3 separate regions of the Gossypium hirsutum genome follow, and all the other regions are linked to region 2. A link is a contact called in public Hi-C data. All regions are on one chromosome and are shown on one strand. Each heading gives the region's core, a stretch centred on a gene start, on an enhancer-like site or on the middle of the called end of the contact. The rest is flanking DNA. Distances are from core to core; before and after follow the strand shown. Region 1 holds the start of LOC107917719 (trafficking protein particle complex II-specific subunit 130 homolog). Region 2 holds the start of LOC107917717 (COP1-interacting protein 7). Region 3 has its middle 5.0 kb from the start of LOC121214371.

Region 1 (4,620 bases), core at 507-3,006, 200 kb after region 2:
TGCGTTTTTGAAGATTTTCTCATGTTGAAATCAAAATATGGTAAGTATAATCTATTTGAAGCAAAGCCAAGAGAGTAGAATGCGCTTTGCCTTGCATTCAAGCAACATGGTCAGAAGATATATAACCATATACCCAATGAATTGAATGAGACTGTTGTATATTAGCAAGGCGAAGTTTACATTAGACATGACATATAGTTAATGTCAGCGTAAAAACAGCATTAAGGGCGATTCAAAACAATGGAGAGTCCATTCTAAGTAAACAAAAAACTGCTGCTCAGAAAGACAATGCAACACCAGTCTGAACCTGCAGAAGAAAAAACAACTTAATGCTTCAATGGCCGATATATCCACATGGTTCTCCAAATGCCCCTTCGCAAGAAATACACCTTTGGAGGGAGACCGAATTTTTATGGAGAAGACTTCGAAGTGCCATTTGATCAAAGCCAATGGAACCATTAATAGGTTAATATTATCCCCGAGTTGAGTTCAGAATTTTTCTTCCAACTCTATGGAAAATCTAAGTGACTGAAGAGAACATGAATTCACAAAGAAGGAACGCCTTACTAGATTAAATCGTGCATGACACTAAATCAACTACCGAAGGAAATGACGGTCATTTGCCTATGGTAGGATTTAAACTCCCAACCTATAAGATATAGGATACTTGAGGGGAGGCATGTACCGTTTGGTCTAGTTGAAAAGACACATTCTGTGGAGGAGAGTTTAACTCCTTTTGGAGAGGTTTTTAAAATAACATTTATCAAAAATAAGACAAATCCTTCAATGGATCAGTATTGTCTCAAGTTGAATCAAAATTTTGTCTCTTGATATATGGAAAGTCAAAGGTTTTGCCTCTTGATCTATGGAAAGCCAAAGTTCCAGATGGAGTTATGGAGTTTGCAAAGCGAGAATCCTCATTGAATCAGGCCATATGTAGTACACGGTTAATTATCAAGAAAATGGTGGTTATTAACTATTGGTAGGGTTTGAATATCTAACTTATAATATATAAGTTAGGGAGAGATGGTACCACTCTCTACAAAATTAGAAGACAAAATCCTACCTTGATCTAAGGACAGTACGGAGGTCCAAAAATATCTCATGTTAGAGGAGAATTATTTAAAATAAAGAACAACCGAATACACTAAAAAGAATCTTACATCAGATTAGTAATTAAACCTGTTGAAGCTGTAGAATAGGAGAGACTGAGAGAGACCAAGTCAGATTAACTATTGAAGCAGTTGAATAAAGGAAAGACCAAGTCAAACTGTGTAAGGCTTTGTTTGTGGAACCCATAGCTAGCAATGCTGGAGGGCAGACAAAGTACTCCAGAGAAGCCTAAAACGCAAAAGGAAGATGGTCCATAAGGCTGATTAGTATATTAGTATCACTTAATACAATAATATGCAAACTCAATTATCAATGTAACATCCTGGATAGCCTTCATGTGTGTGTTTGCTGGCCTGGGATTTCGAAACTATGTTACCCCAACTCTTTATTGTAAAAATTCGTATCAAATACATACCTGTATTCCACATCCATTCAGCCAAATACTTTAGCCTGGAATGTTTCTTTCAGGAGAGTAAAACACAGCATTAGCAGGCAATGGAGAAGTAATTTGGGCTAAAATCGATCTTTTCTTTCAGGCCTTATTTAGTTGGGCCTAAGAAAACTCTTTGAAACATGGACGACCCATTAATGAGGCCCAGCTGACACTTTGAGAAAACATATCGCTTAACGAGGACGAAGCGGAGGAGAAACTAGATCCTTGGGTTGGAGCATAAGCGAAACTAACACTCCAAATCTCTCACTAAGATAAATTAACCATTTTTTTCCTTCACTTTTCTGCATTTGATCTAATGGATTTTGTAAGTTTCTTATAGATCGGGAAAGAAGAGAATGGCGAACTATCTAGCTCAGTTTCAAACAATCAAGAGCACTTGTAACCATCTTATCATTGCTGGTAATTACTTTTTTTGCTTCTCATTTGAATTGAACTCTTCCAATTGAACTTTGGGCTTAGGATCACTTTTAAATCTCTTTTGGGGATTTTTATGGTGTTGGGTGTGCGGGATCAGGGATGTGTTTACTTTACTGTTAGATTTCTGATGTGGAAATTCTAAAGGTTGATGTTATTTTTTCATGATTTAAGACTTTGAGTTGATTTTTTTGAAGTAAAGGATTGTCTAAATGTGAAGAGTTAAGTTAAAATGGATAATTTTTGGTGATCATGAGGTAAATGTTGTTGCTTTCAGCTTCTTAGTTGATTCTATGAAGCGAGTACTTGATTATTTTTTTCTGGGGATTTATTACAACTTAGAAGTAGGGAGAAGTTAATACTAAATCTTCGATTGCTTGTATCAATGCCGGTGACTGTCTAGTAAATGTCGTCGCTTTAAGTTTTATACTTGATCTTTTTGCCTTCTGGATCAGTTAGATGTATGGAATGCAAAATGTAAATATATGACCTATGGATATTTAATCTATCAACTCCAATGTTTGTTTCTTTTCTAGTTGTTTGTATTTAATAGTAATTTGTGAACCATGGGTCGGGACTAGCTCACATTGTTCCGATCTTCTCCCAGCTTCAGATTTCTAACTAACTATTTCATCGTCAACTTTACAGTTGAAGATGTCAGTGACTTGTGGCCTACTGTCAAGAATAGTTTTGAAGAGCGGCTTCCATTCAAAAGGTCTTGCTTAAATAACAAGACCCGGAATCCTGTGTTTGTAGAGAATTTGCCAGCTGAATACATATTAACAACTGATGCAAGACTACGTAGCAGATTTCCTCAGGAGCAATATTTATTTTGGTTCCGAGAGCCATATGCAACTTTGGTTCTTGTTACATGTGAGGTACATTCAATCCATTTTATGATCTTTATTGGAGTGAACTAAATTTTAGATCCATGATCACACTTGAGAAAAAGATAAATCCTTAGCTTTCTGTATAACTCAGATCATAATTCTTCAACTGAGCCTGTAAAATAACGGTGTCGGTCTGGGCAAACCTTGTCTTTCCATGATGATATACTTAGACTTTTCTCTGATGCTTCTAGTTCTTTTCTTCTTTCTTTTATTAGTCTTTGCCTTAATATGCTTGTCCATGTTTATTTTCCATCTTCTATATTTTCTTATTCTTTTATTTGCATTCTTCTTCCATAGGATCTTGATGAGTTCAAGACCATTCTTAAGCCACGCCTGAAATTAATTGTCCAAAATGATGAGCGTGAATGGTTTATTGTATTTGTGTCTAGAGCCCATCCCAATAATGATCAGGCCACTAAAATGGCAAAGAAAGTATATGCCAAACTTGAAGTTGATTTCAGCTCCAAGAAGAGGGAAAGGTAAGCTTTCAGCTCTCTGCAGTTTGTATACATTCTGATTGATGGCATGGATAGTGTTTATGCTGCTGATTATTACTTTAGACTTAAGTGTTAGTTTTAATCTAAAGTATGGCTAGGCAACATATAAAAAATTTGATATGATTTTCCGCTCTCTTTATATTCTGCCATTCCTAAAGATTTGTTTCCATTATGTTAAGCATTTTTTTGCACTTAGTTCACCCATGTTGCAAACCTTTGGAAAAGAAAATTGTGGTGAAAGTTTGAAAAAGTAGTGCTCTCAGGAAGCTGGTATTTAATTTTTCCTTTGTCATTTTCTGATACTTGAAAACTATGGTTCACTTAGGTGCTGCAAATTTGACATATATGCCCCTGAAGCAAATTTTTGGGAAGACTTAGAGGCCAGGATTATGGAGTCTGTCAGAAATACATTGGATAGGCGTATACAATTCTATGAGGATGAGATACGCAAGCTTAGCGAACAGCGTTTCATGCCAATTTGGAACTTCTGTAATTTTTTCATTTTGAAGGTTCGGTACTCTTTTTAAAGTTAAGAGAATATGGTTATGGCTAATATTGATCCGGGGGAAAACTTTATGATTTTCTTTCTATGGTTTTTGCATATTTGAAGGTCATGGAAGAAGCATGAACTTACTTGAGAGGCTTTAACTTAAAACTGTTTTGTCCTTCCAGGGATATAATCCTAATTAAGCTAATAAAAAAAAGTATATTTTTTAAGCTTACTTTCAACACTTCGACTGTTAATGCTTCACTTTTCTTATCCTTAGGAAAGCTTGGCATTTATGTTTGAGATGGCTCATCTTCATGAGGATGCGTTGCGTGAATATGATGAACTAGAATTGTGCTATTTGGAAACAGGTGTGAAATATAAATGTCACTTCCTCAAGTGTCTGTTTTCATCTTATACTTAACTTTCTACTCTACATTTTTTTTATTTCTATTTATGCTTCTAAATAGCAGTATGATTTTGTATAAATAAGAATTCCCTGTTGTAATATGAATATGAGTAGTACTTATGGTCAAATTCCATTCTTTATGTAGTGCTTAACTTTTGCCTTCAATTGTCTTACTTTGGAATTTAGCTGCCACAAAAAGTAAAAAGTTCATGGTGGCAAATTGCTAATGCAATATGTCTTCATATCTCAGTTTTTTATTTTCCAGTTGACCGGGTAGATAGGGTATGCAAGGGCATTTAGTAAATGCCAAATTTATAATAAGTATAATTATTAAATTTTTGTCTTGAAGTGCTCCA
Region 2 (4,906 bases), core at 746-3,245:
GAAGCAGTTATAGGGAATCATAGATCATTGTTATAAGATCATCATTTGAAGCAGAAGAAAAATATGGTATCCATCCTTACCAGGGTTAATATCTCCACTTCCAGCATCTGAGGCGGCAGAACCGGTTTGCTTCATGGCGGAGACATTTATGGTAAGATTTTGACTTGAATCATTTTCTTCCCCTGCAAGTACGATCCCAGATGTTCCAAGGTAAGACAAGTCTGGTCTAGGACATGCTTGCATTGCTGCTAATTCAGCCATCCAAAGCCTATCTTCATTCTTTCTCTTGCATAAGTCCATGAAATTTATGCAAGCTTCCCTGACAGAACAAAGAAAAAGCAAGCAATCGGCAACCATATCCCGATGAAAATAATTTAGGTCATGACAATGGCGATTTATACCTTAAACGAGAAGCACCGAAAGTGTCAGAAAAAGAGATGAGATCATCGATATTATCAGGTTCGTAACCGGCAACCAAAGCACGTGCATAAGCCATTGCTTGCTCTTTACAAAGTACTTTCTTCCTTGTCTCCAGAACACGTTGAAGACGAACCCTGCATATCGACCTCGCGATGAGCAACGAATGCATTTTGAAAAGAAATCAAGCTAATGTGATTAACTGCAGGAACAAGTAATTTACTTGGAAGTTTCTTCTGGAACATCATCTTCGGTTCCATCGAATTCACCTTTAGACTACATGCACCATCATAATAAAATTCTGGGATTAAGATGTAAGCTATCAAATGAATCAAAACAAAAACAATATATGGTAGAGAATGCTGAAAAGCATACCTTAGATGAAGTATATGGCTTTTGGAAATTCCCTGAAACAAAACATACAATTCTCAGACAAACAGGAATTAAACACTCTTTGAACATAAAATTTGGGGACCAAACATACCATCTGCAACTGTCGTCCCGGCAGCGTTTGCTTCGTACGATTGAATTGAATTCTCGATCTGTTCGATTTCCCTCTCCACTGTCACAAATCTCTCAAGAACTTCTGGTGTACTAACAAACCTCACAAACCTGTTAAAATGCATTAGAAATCATTAACAAGGTGTAATGACACAAAAGACTTAAAAAACAAGATCTTGTTTCTTCCTAGAGGAAAGTAATCCAATGTCCTGGAAAGAGCTTTTACCTTAGGAGAGTGCCTTTGGTGAACCAGGGAGGAGATGAGGCTAGAGGGCGAAGAGTTACAGAGTAGCCTCCTTTAGAAATTTGATCTTTAGCAGCTTTGAGGTGTGAAATGAAGGGTTCTAGCAACCCTGATGCCAATTTCTCATTCTCTTTTCCAGCAAAAATCACCAGATCACATCTTCCATTCAAACCCCAAAGCCATTCTCAGATGAATGCCCAAATAATCAAAAGAGAAGAAAAAGACGACATTTTTACAAGGCATGCAAAATCTTTACCTGGTTCTAGTAGGTGTAAGTTGGAACAAAGCATAATCTAGACGTGTCCTGAAGTCCATTTTTTAAGCCTTACAAATATACAACCAGAAGTTCCTGAGAGACAAGACAGAGAAGCAAACACTAATTCTTCGCACGTTGAGTTCATCCATTGTTGGAAGTTTCAGTTCCTTGCTATGTTGTTACAGGAACATGTTCTGCTGACAGACTGAAAAAAATGAAAACATGGGAAAAGTTTTATAAACTCAATTGGGGGGGGGGGGGGTTCAGATAATGTAGGGAAGGGAAGTTTTCATTGGATCTTGTGCTGTTTCTTCGTGCAGGGTCTTTTGTACTATTTTTGTTTAGCTTGGAAGAATTATACACATTATGGAAAAAAAAGAAAAAGAAATGCCAGTTCTGAAACTGAAGCTTTAGCACATGGGAAAGTACTGAGGATCACAAGGAGAGAAGTAGGAGACAATAAAATTTTTTTTTTTAATTCAAGATTGGTCCCAGTTACCGACAGTTGTATCCATCAATTTCTCTTCTTCATGGCAAAATTATTTTAATTATTATTTCACCTTCTATTTTCTAAAACTTGGTTAGTTGAGAGGTCTTTCTTATTCTCTATAACATTTCCATTCTAAATCTGCATTGGAAACTTTAATTTATTCAATTTAATGTTAAATTGTTTTGAGTTTCACTTTAGTGAGTAGACAGAAAGAGTGAGAGAATAGGCAAAGAATAAATGAATTAAAATGGCAGCCAACCAAATATTCCAACCCAATACATTATCAAAGTTACCTCTCCTCTTTCTGTTTTTTCTTTTAAATTATGGGTACAGTCATTACGGTGGGAATAGAATAACACAGTTTGAATCTGTATTTAATAAGTGTTTGATAATAATTTTAATCACCATTTCATACGAGACAATTTAGATAACATCTTAGGCAATACTGCAAGAGATTATTAACAAAATTTAACTTATAATCATATGTATTAATTTTTATTACATTATATAGTTGCAGTAAATAAAAATTTATAGTTTGACTATAATAGGCTATTTTGATGAGCCCAACATATTGCAAGTGTTTACATAGAGTATTACAGTTTGAGTAACAACTAAGGGTAAAGTCAGAGAATTATTTAGAGGGTTAGAGATGAAATATAAATTTTTGGAGTTAATGTACAATTTTACTGTTATACTAATTTAAAATTTCTTAAATTTTAAAGATCCTAATTGGAAAATTTACCATTTTTAGATAGGCCTTGGCTTCCCACTGCTAACAACTAAATAATCAGATATTTAAAAAATATTAATTAAAATTTAGATAGTGAAGTGAATTAGAATTATAATATTGTGTTTAACCAAAAGAATATAATAATGTTAAGTAACAATTAAAGATTATTAAATCATATTTAGATTGAAAATAAATCAATGAAATACAAATATATATAATTGAAATTTTGAATAAAACCCATGCAGCCGCTGTAGACCTGTCCATAAGCCGAGTCGAGTTCGGGTCGAGCCTTGAAAAATTTTAGGTCCGGAATTGACTCGGCTAAAAATGCTAAAATTTGGATTCGGCCCACTCGTATTAATTTTTTTTAAAATATAATACATCAAAAAACTAAAAACATTAAAATAAATATTTCCCAACAAATTGAAATAAAAACATAATGTAACTTAACAAGCAAATGCCTCTAAAATAGTAGCAAAATTAACAATAAAATAAAAATTATACAATATTTAGATAATAACAATAAAATAGTAGAAACATAATAGTGAAATGACTGTAAAACAGTGAGTAAACAAAATTTTTTTTTCTTTTTACAAATTCGGGCCGAGCCCGGGTCTAAAAAACCTTACCCAAAGCCTAATTTGTTTTCAAAACGGACATTATTTTTTGTCTAAACCTTACATTTTTCGAACCAACATTCCACATCTAAATGTAACTTTCATTTATACCTAACTTAAATTGATGAACAAAGATATTTCGATTAGGTTCACTTTTAAAATATTATTTTTAGTTTTAAAGTTAGAATTTATTTATTTTTATCTTATTCTATAAAGCCACAATCATCGACAAACTTGTATTTAGTAATGGTGAAAATTTTGAAAGAGGATGAGGCAATTATTTTATTGAAGTTCCATTATTTGTGGACCATTCTTTACACTAATATTAAAATGGCACCTAACAAGTTGGTAATCGCATCATTATCAATGTTATGAATTAATAATTACATTTAAAACTTTGGGTTTTTGTTATTTTAATTCTTAGGATCCAAATTAATCATTAGCATGTGATTAAATCATAGAATTTATGATTTTTAAAATTATAAAAAAATTGAGTTGATGTCAAGTTGTTGTTATTATTATTGATTTTTCATTGTAATTATAACATGTAAGTTAACTACGGAAATTAAATAAAAGAAAATTGGTGGGTTCATGGGGAAGCTTATCATGAAGCAACAATTTATCTTTCATTAGCTGGATTTATTAGGACATTTTGGCCATGATGATGACTAAGTACCTATCTAAATAGTAACTTTGTTTGCCTTTGGACCCATTTTCCTCCTTTTCAATTTATTTTCATTGGGACTTTGAGATGAAATTGCAACCACCAGCAACATTACCAAGCAAGTAAAGTATATCTTCCATATCTAATAATTTTGGTTACCATATAATTATAATAATTAAACCTATGAATGTATCAAATTTTATATTATACTTTAGACATAATCATGATATAAATGTGACACAAGTACATATAATTTATATTTATTATAAAAAAATTATTAAATTAGTATTACGAGTTAAACAAATATTAATTCAGTTGGGAAAAGAAATAACATATCCTTTCTTTAAAATGATAACTAATATTCTTATAATGGTGTTTTTGTCATTTCTTATTTAAGTTATAATTATTACTAAATAAATTTAAAAAATAAAGTTTTACTTAAAATGCCTTTTTTCAATAATATCATAATGTAGGCATAATCTACTATGTAAATCTATTTACCTTTGCAGGCAGTAAACAACAAAAGCCATTTATGATATCATAATTGCATTAGTTAACATCTCAATTACTTGATAAAACAATGTTTTCCTTCCAAATAAAATACAAAACTAGTTTGGATTCTTATCCTAAAATTAACTTAAAAGATTATAACATCTCAATTGCTTGATACAACTTGGTTTCTTTCCTAATTTTGTGGAAAATAAAAATTAATTAACTTAAAATACAAAGCTATTTTAGATTTCTATCCAAAAATGAATTTAGATTTTAACAAGATTTGATGATGAGATCAATGTTACTGACCTAGGTTTAGATCGGGCGGACTGCGAACTAATTGATATAATGGTCCAAACAAAAGAGTTGAACCGATTGAGTCGAAAACTGCTTGAAATTGATAAAAGATTGCAAACCGAGATAAAAATCGACAATTGAACTAGTTTAATAAAAGTGCCAAAGTAAATAAAAAAAGTACATATACTAAAGTGAATC
Region 3 (4,863 bases), core at 1,921-4,420, 150 kb after region 2:
AAGAGTGATTTTAGGGATTTTGATAATTTTAAAAATAAAAATAAAAACAAAATATTCTAATGCTAATCCAACCTTCCAGATTTTAGAATTTAAAATAAACTTAATTTCTAACAAATCATGAAGCAAAAAGGAACTCACTTATGTGCACAACAAGGCTTGAACCCAAAACTTAGAAATAAGTCAGAGTCTTACCACTGAACAAACAAACTCATTCTATTATAACTTGTGCGGAATTAAGATTTAAGTCAAATGATCAGGGAAATGGATTGAGTCAAAATTAAAAAAATTCATAAAACAGGGCTCGAACCCAAAACATTACGCACACAATCACAACACTCAACCACTAAACTAAATTAAATTATTTGACATAATTTAACAATCCAAACTTAAGAAAATTGGGGTGTTACAAAAGTTTTTTTCAAACCTACATCTAGAAAGACCTTAGCCTAAGTGAGATGCTTCATATTCTTAATGTTATATTGAAATTGTCACTTGAACAAAACGAAAGAGGAAAAATTTATCCTACGAGGAATAAGGATTATTTCCAAAAGGAGTTTTTTTGTTTTTGAAGTCAGTTTAATGAAGGAGATCCTCTTTGGCATTTTTGCTAAAAAAAAGGGAGAAGACCGGAAGCAAATATGCTTTGTTTGGACCAAGTTATTTACCTCTTAATTGCATTTTATTCTTTTCGATATGATATGTTGCATACTCCCTTCTTATGCTTGATAGATGATTTAATGACTCATGCTGATAAGAGGAGTTTTTAAACATGATAGTTGCTGATGCATTTCTTAAGGGGAGTTATAATCTAGTTCACTTATTTATTGACTTTATTTACCTTGTACGTGTCTTGTGTGTTATCATTTTTTGCAAGGTTTTATCAACATGCCAAATGGAGAGATTGTTAGAAACTTTAACCGTTATACTCTATTGTTTTATTTTTTGTTATAACATTGATTGGAACAACAATTGGGGACAATCAAAGCTATTTATTGAGTTAGCTATTATAACTTGTATAAAAATAATATTGGTTATTTATTTTATTAAGCAGCAGATGCGAGATGTGTTTTTATGTTCAAGGGAACTAGATATAAATGTGACAACAATTTTGAAGGAATTAGAAGAGTTCATAATTGACTTGGACTCTATCTTACTATCTTAAAAGATAAGGAGTTCATTAGTTTAGATTTACTTCAAGTAAAAAACTTATTATCTAATTCAAGTGAGACTGAACTTGTTAAAGGTTAGCCTATCCCGTATTTTTTAACGTGGATGAAGTTATTTAAAGCCTGTTTATAAATTGTCATATGCACAACAGGGTGTGCTTTGGAGTGTTATTTTGTTGAGTATTTTGGCTCTCTTTTCTTAGTCCTTTGGAAAGAGATATTGATTGTAAGGTGAAGTTTTTAAGGTGAGTAATTATAACAATTTAGAGACGACGACTTTAAAACTGCGCTTATTCATTGATGTAGGACAGATTAAGCTTAAATCAAGAGTTGTAATAAAAATTGTTCTTTAAATTAAACTCTCTAAAAGTTGAATTCAGAATGCATTAATAAATTTATTGTATCCATATTTTTACACTCTTTACTCTTATTATAATATCTAGATTCTTGTAATAAATGGGATGATGCATTGAAACTAAATGTTAACTATTTATTATAAAATTTCAAATTTTAAACAATTTATTATACCTTTTTTGAACTTTCTTATCACCATTGACTTCTATTTAACATATTCATTTTTAATTCGTAATTTATATTGCTCAAATTACAATAATGTTTTTACTCCAAAAAGGTCATGCTTGTGTTAAACAACATCACAAGATTTGTTTGTTAAAAACGCAATACTCTTTTTCTATGATTTAAAATATAAGTGTTATTAAATAATATAGTGTCTTATCCTTAACATCATTATCCAATTAAAAAAATATTGGTGCTATCAAAAATTAATTTTGAATAAAAAATTCAATATTTTTTACTAAGTAATGCATATTTTATTCAAAATTGATTGTTCAAGTATAAAAATTCTTGGTGCTACAATCGGTTGAAATAAGTCCCTAAAATTAATAGATATTCTAAAATCAAAGAATGTAATATGAAAAAATGTGCAATCCATTGAATGCAATCCCAATAATAGTAGAGATTTATAAAATTAGATTTAAAATTAAAAAACAAAAACAAAGTAAGATAAGAATTATAAACTTCAAAATTCGTTTCATATTATGAAATCAACCATATAAGCAAGAGAAAAAAATCATGGACCCAAAAACACAATAAAAGTAAAATAAAACAAGATATAAATTTTAAAAAATCCAAGCAATGAGACAAAAAATAAATAGGGATCGCCGTGAGTTGGATATTGGCTAGGCTCCCCTATCATATTAACTAGACTCATTCCCACAAAAAAAATATCACTCAATCCTAATTTCAAATAAATTATTTATTCTTTCTCGTTTGTACATTAAAACTTTATCTTGATCATGATGGACATTCACTTAATAAGATATTCATAACAAAATTCATTTAATACAACACATTTTAATAAATATAAACAATTCACCAATGTATAGCATAAGTAAGAATTTTAGTTAATTAATAATTAATCCAATAAATAAAATAGGAAGATCTTTAATTAATTACTTTCCAGAAATGGACAAATTTGAGCAAAAGTAGATATTTAAGAAATCCACTTAGAAAAAGAAAGCATCTACACATAAAATTAAGCTTTTTAACCTCAAGTTAAATCATTATTTTGGGTTAAATCAAATTTAGGAATTAATTTAGACAAAAAAAATTCAAACCCAATGAAAAGTAATTGTTAAATTCAAGCTCTTAAAAGTGATTTAACCTTAAAGCTTTTATAATATTTTTTTAATTTCAATCATTATAGATTCTGGCTAGACTTACGTACGAATTGGGTCGGTTTAGTTTGTGGCCCGACAACTCAAGTTTATTATTTGTATATTATAATAATATTAAACTTTTTATTTTGAAATTTATATATTTTTATAACTAAATTTAAATATATTTACTTTGAATTTAGATCCAACCGATTGTCTCGAAATCAAATATGGATAGTTCTAATCTAAGGTCGACAGATAATTGAAGGGTAATGCAATGCTAATCTGGTGAGTATTTGGGCTGGGTTAACAACAACACTAATCTGAGCCCAGATTATCCAGCCTATCCAATATATAAGGGCCACTTACACAATTTTCTCAAAATTGGCCCATATTATATACTAAAATGTAAAATGATGTTAAAGAAACAAAAAAAGAAAATTTATCCTGCATCTCCCAACTATGACCTAAACTCTAAATTAGTCATCAAACTTCAAAACATTCTAACTAAATCCTGAAAATATCAGCATTGTATCAATTACGTTCTTCTTCAACTTAACTATCAAATTGGGTGTTAAATGTTAGCTTAGATCTCATGCGGAACATGTTTGAAACATATGAATCAAAATCGAAACATGTTTGTACTTATCGCATGAACAACTTAAATCTAATGTGTTAAGAAAAAGAAGTAACACTTCAAAATTCTGATGACACTATTTTTACTTTAACGCATCAAATCTAAATTGTCCATGCACTAGATATGTGTGTTTAAAATTTAATTCACGAGTTTTAAACATGTTTTGTGTTTAATTCAAATTGACATTTAGCACACAAACTGATGCTAGAATAATAAAAGAATCTAATTAATACAATATTGATATTTTAAAGATTTAATTAAAATATTTTAAAATTTATAAACTAACTTAAAATATGAATCATAATTTAAGAATGGATGGTAAAATTAAACTAAAACCCCTAAATCTGAATAGATTTAATTCAAGAAAGAAAAAGACTTTAGTATCTAAATCTAATTTTGCTTATAAAATCTTCGACCCCAAATATATTTGCATTTCAAATCTATATTTTGGAACATATTATATATATATATTATAGGTGTCTGGGTAGGAAAAAAAATATAATTTTCTTTTAATTCATTATTTGGTAATGTTGATATATATATATTTGAAAAGTACATAATTTTTAATTAATATAGGTGTAAAGCCCAGATTTCGCCCGGGCCCAATAACAAATAAAATACCCATAGTCCATTTTACATAAAAAAATAAACCCAATTTTGCCAGCCCAAATAAAATACCTTAGGCCCAATACAACCCTAGCCCACAAACAATTTGTTGCAGCAACAAAGGAGAAACCCTAGGGCGCCGTTGACCGCCGCCTCTGTCCATGCGCGCCGCTTTATCTCCTCACACACCATCACCACGCCTCTGACACCTGCAAAGAAATTGAATACAACCATAGAGCATGCTAACAGAAATGACAGTAAATAGGCAGATAGAGGATAGTTTAATAATAGGATTCGGCTATAAAAGCCATAGGATCCCCTTGTAAGTTTTTTTTACGAATGCACATCAAAAAAATCAGAAATAGAACGGAGTTTTAAAAGGTTGAATCTGATTATATATAATATATATTATAGGTGTCTTGGTAGGAAAGAAATGTAATTTTCTTTTAATTCATTATTTGGTAATGGTTAAATATATATATATTTGAAAAGTACATAATTTTAAATTAACATAGGCATTTCTCTTATTTTCTCTCATCTCACCATTTCTATTTGAAAGGATTGATTTTTTATAATGAAAAATGATCTCACTTTTATTTTCCTCTCACTTTTATTTTCAACTAAGCGCAATCAATTTTTTTTCACTTTTCCATCTAGTGAAACACACCCTTAAGCATATTAGCAGAGTGATGGTTTTATTGTATGTGTCATGTTCTCTTTATTGTTCTGATCATCCTCTTAATCTTGGAAGGAAGATATTTATGGGCAAATTAGGGTT

What was found. A called contact is a pair of places that touch in the nucleus more often than the background predicts.
Region 1: a Hi-C map of leaf shows a contact between it and region 2, with 2.3 times the contacts expected there. The contact joins the promoter of LOC107917719 here to the promoter of LOC107917717 in region 2. A contact is called at or near these places in 2 of 34 Hi-C or Micro-C datasets (both in leaf).
Region 3: a contact with region 2 is called in a Hi-C map of leaf, with 4 times the contacts expected there. The contact joins the enhancer-like site here to the promoter of LOC107917717 in region 2. A contact is called at or near these places in 15 of 34 Hi-C or Micro-C datasets (anther, callus, leaf and 2 more).

Annotation. Positions count from the first base shown.
Region 1 is chrD01:7,751,973-7,756,592 of Gossypium_hirsutum_v2.1, forward strand. LOC107917719 (trafficking protein particle complex II-specific subunit 130 homolog) reads left to right here and starts at 1,757. Exons shown (of 21, transcript XM_016847003.2): 1 at 1,757-1,966; 2 at 2,630-2,859; 3 at 3,169-3,350; 4 at 3,694-3,877; 5 at 4,136-4,226. The coding sequence starts at 1,903.
Region 2 is chrD01:7,553,127-7,558,032 of Gossypium_hirsutum_v2.1, forward strand. It overlaps LOC107917717 (COP1-interacting protein 7), which reads right to left and starts at 1,996. Exons shown (of 9, transcript XM_016847001.2): 1 at 1,419-1,996; 2 at 1,145-1,321; 3 at 902-1,029; 4 at 793-824; 5 at 641-693; 6 at 402-554; 7 at 81-319. The coding sequence starts at 1,477.
Region 3 is chrD01:7,706,776-7,711,638 of Gossypium_hirsutum_v2.1, forward strand. No RefSeq gene overlaps it. Among protein-coding and RNA genes, the nearest start is that of LOC121214371, 5.0 kb to the left of the region's middle. Within about 2 kb of position 3,171, at least 1 of the 9 cell types and tissues checked has an H3K27ac peak or open chromatin away from gene starts, as enhancers often do. A contact at or near this core is called in leaf, where this site is marked.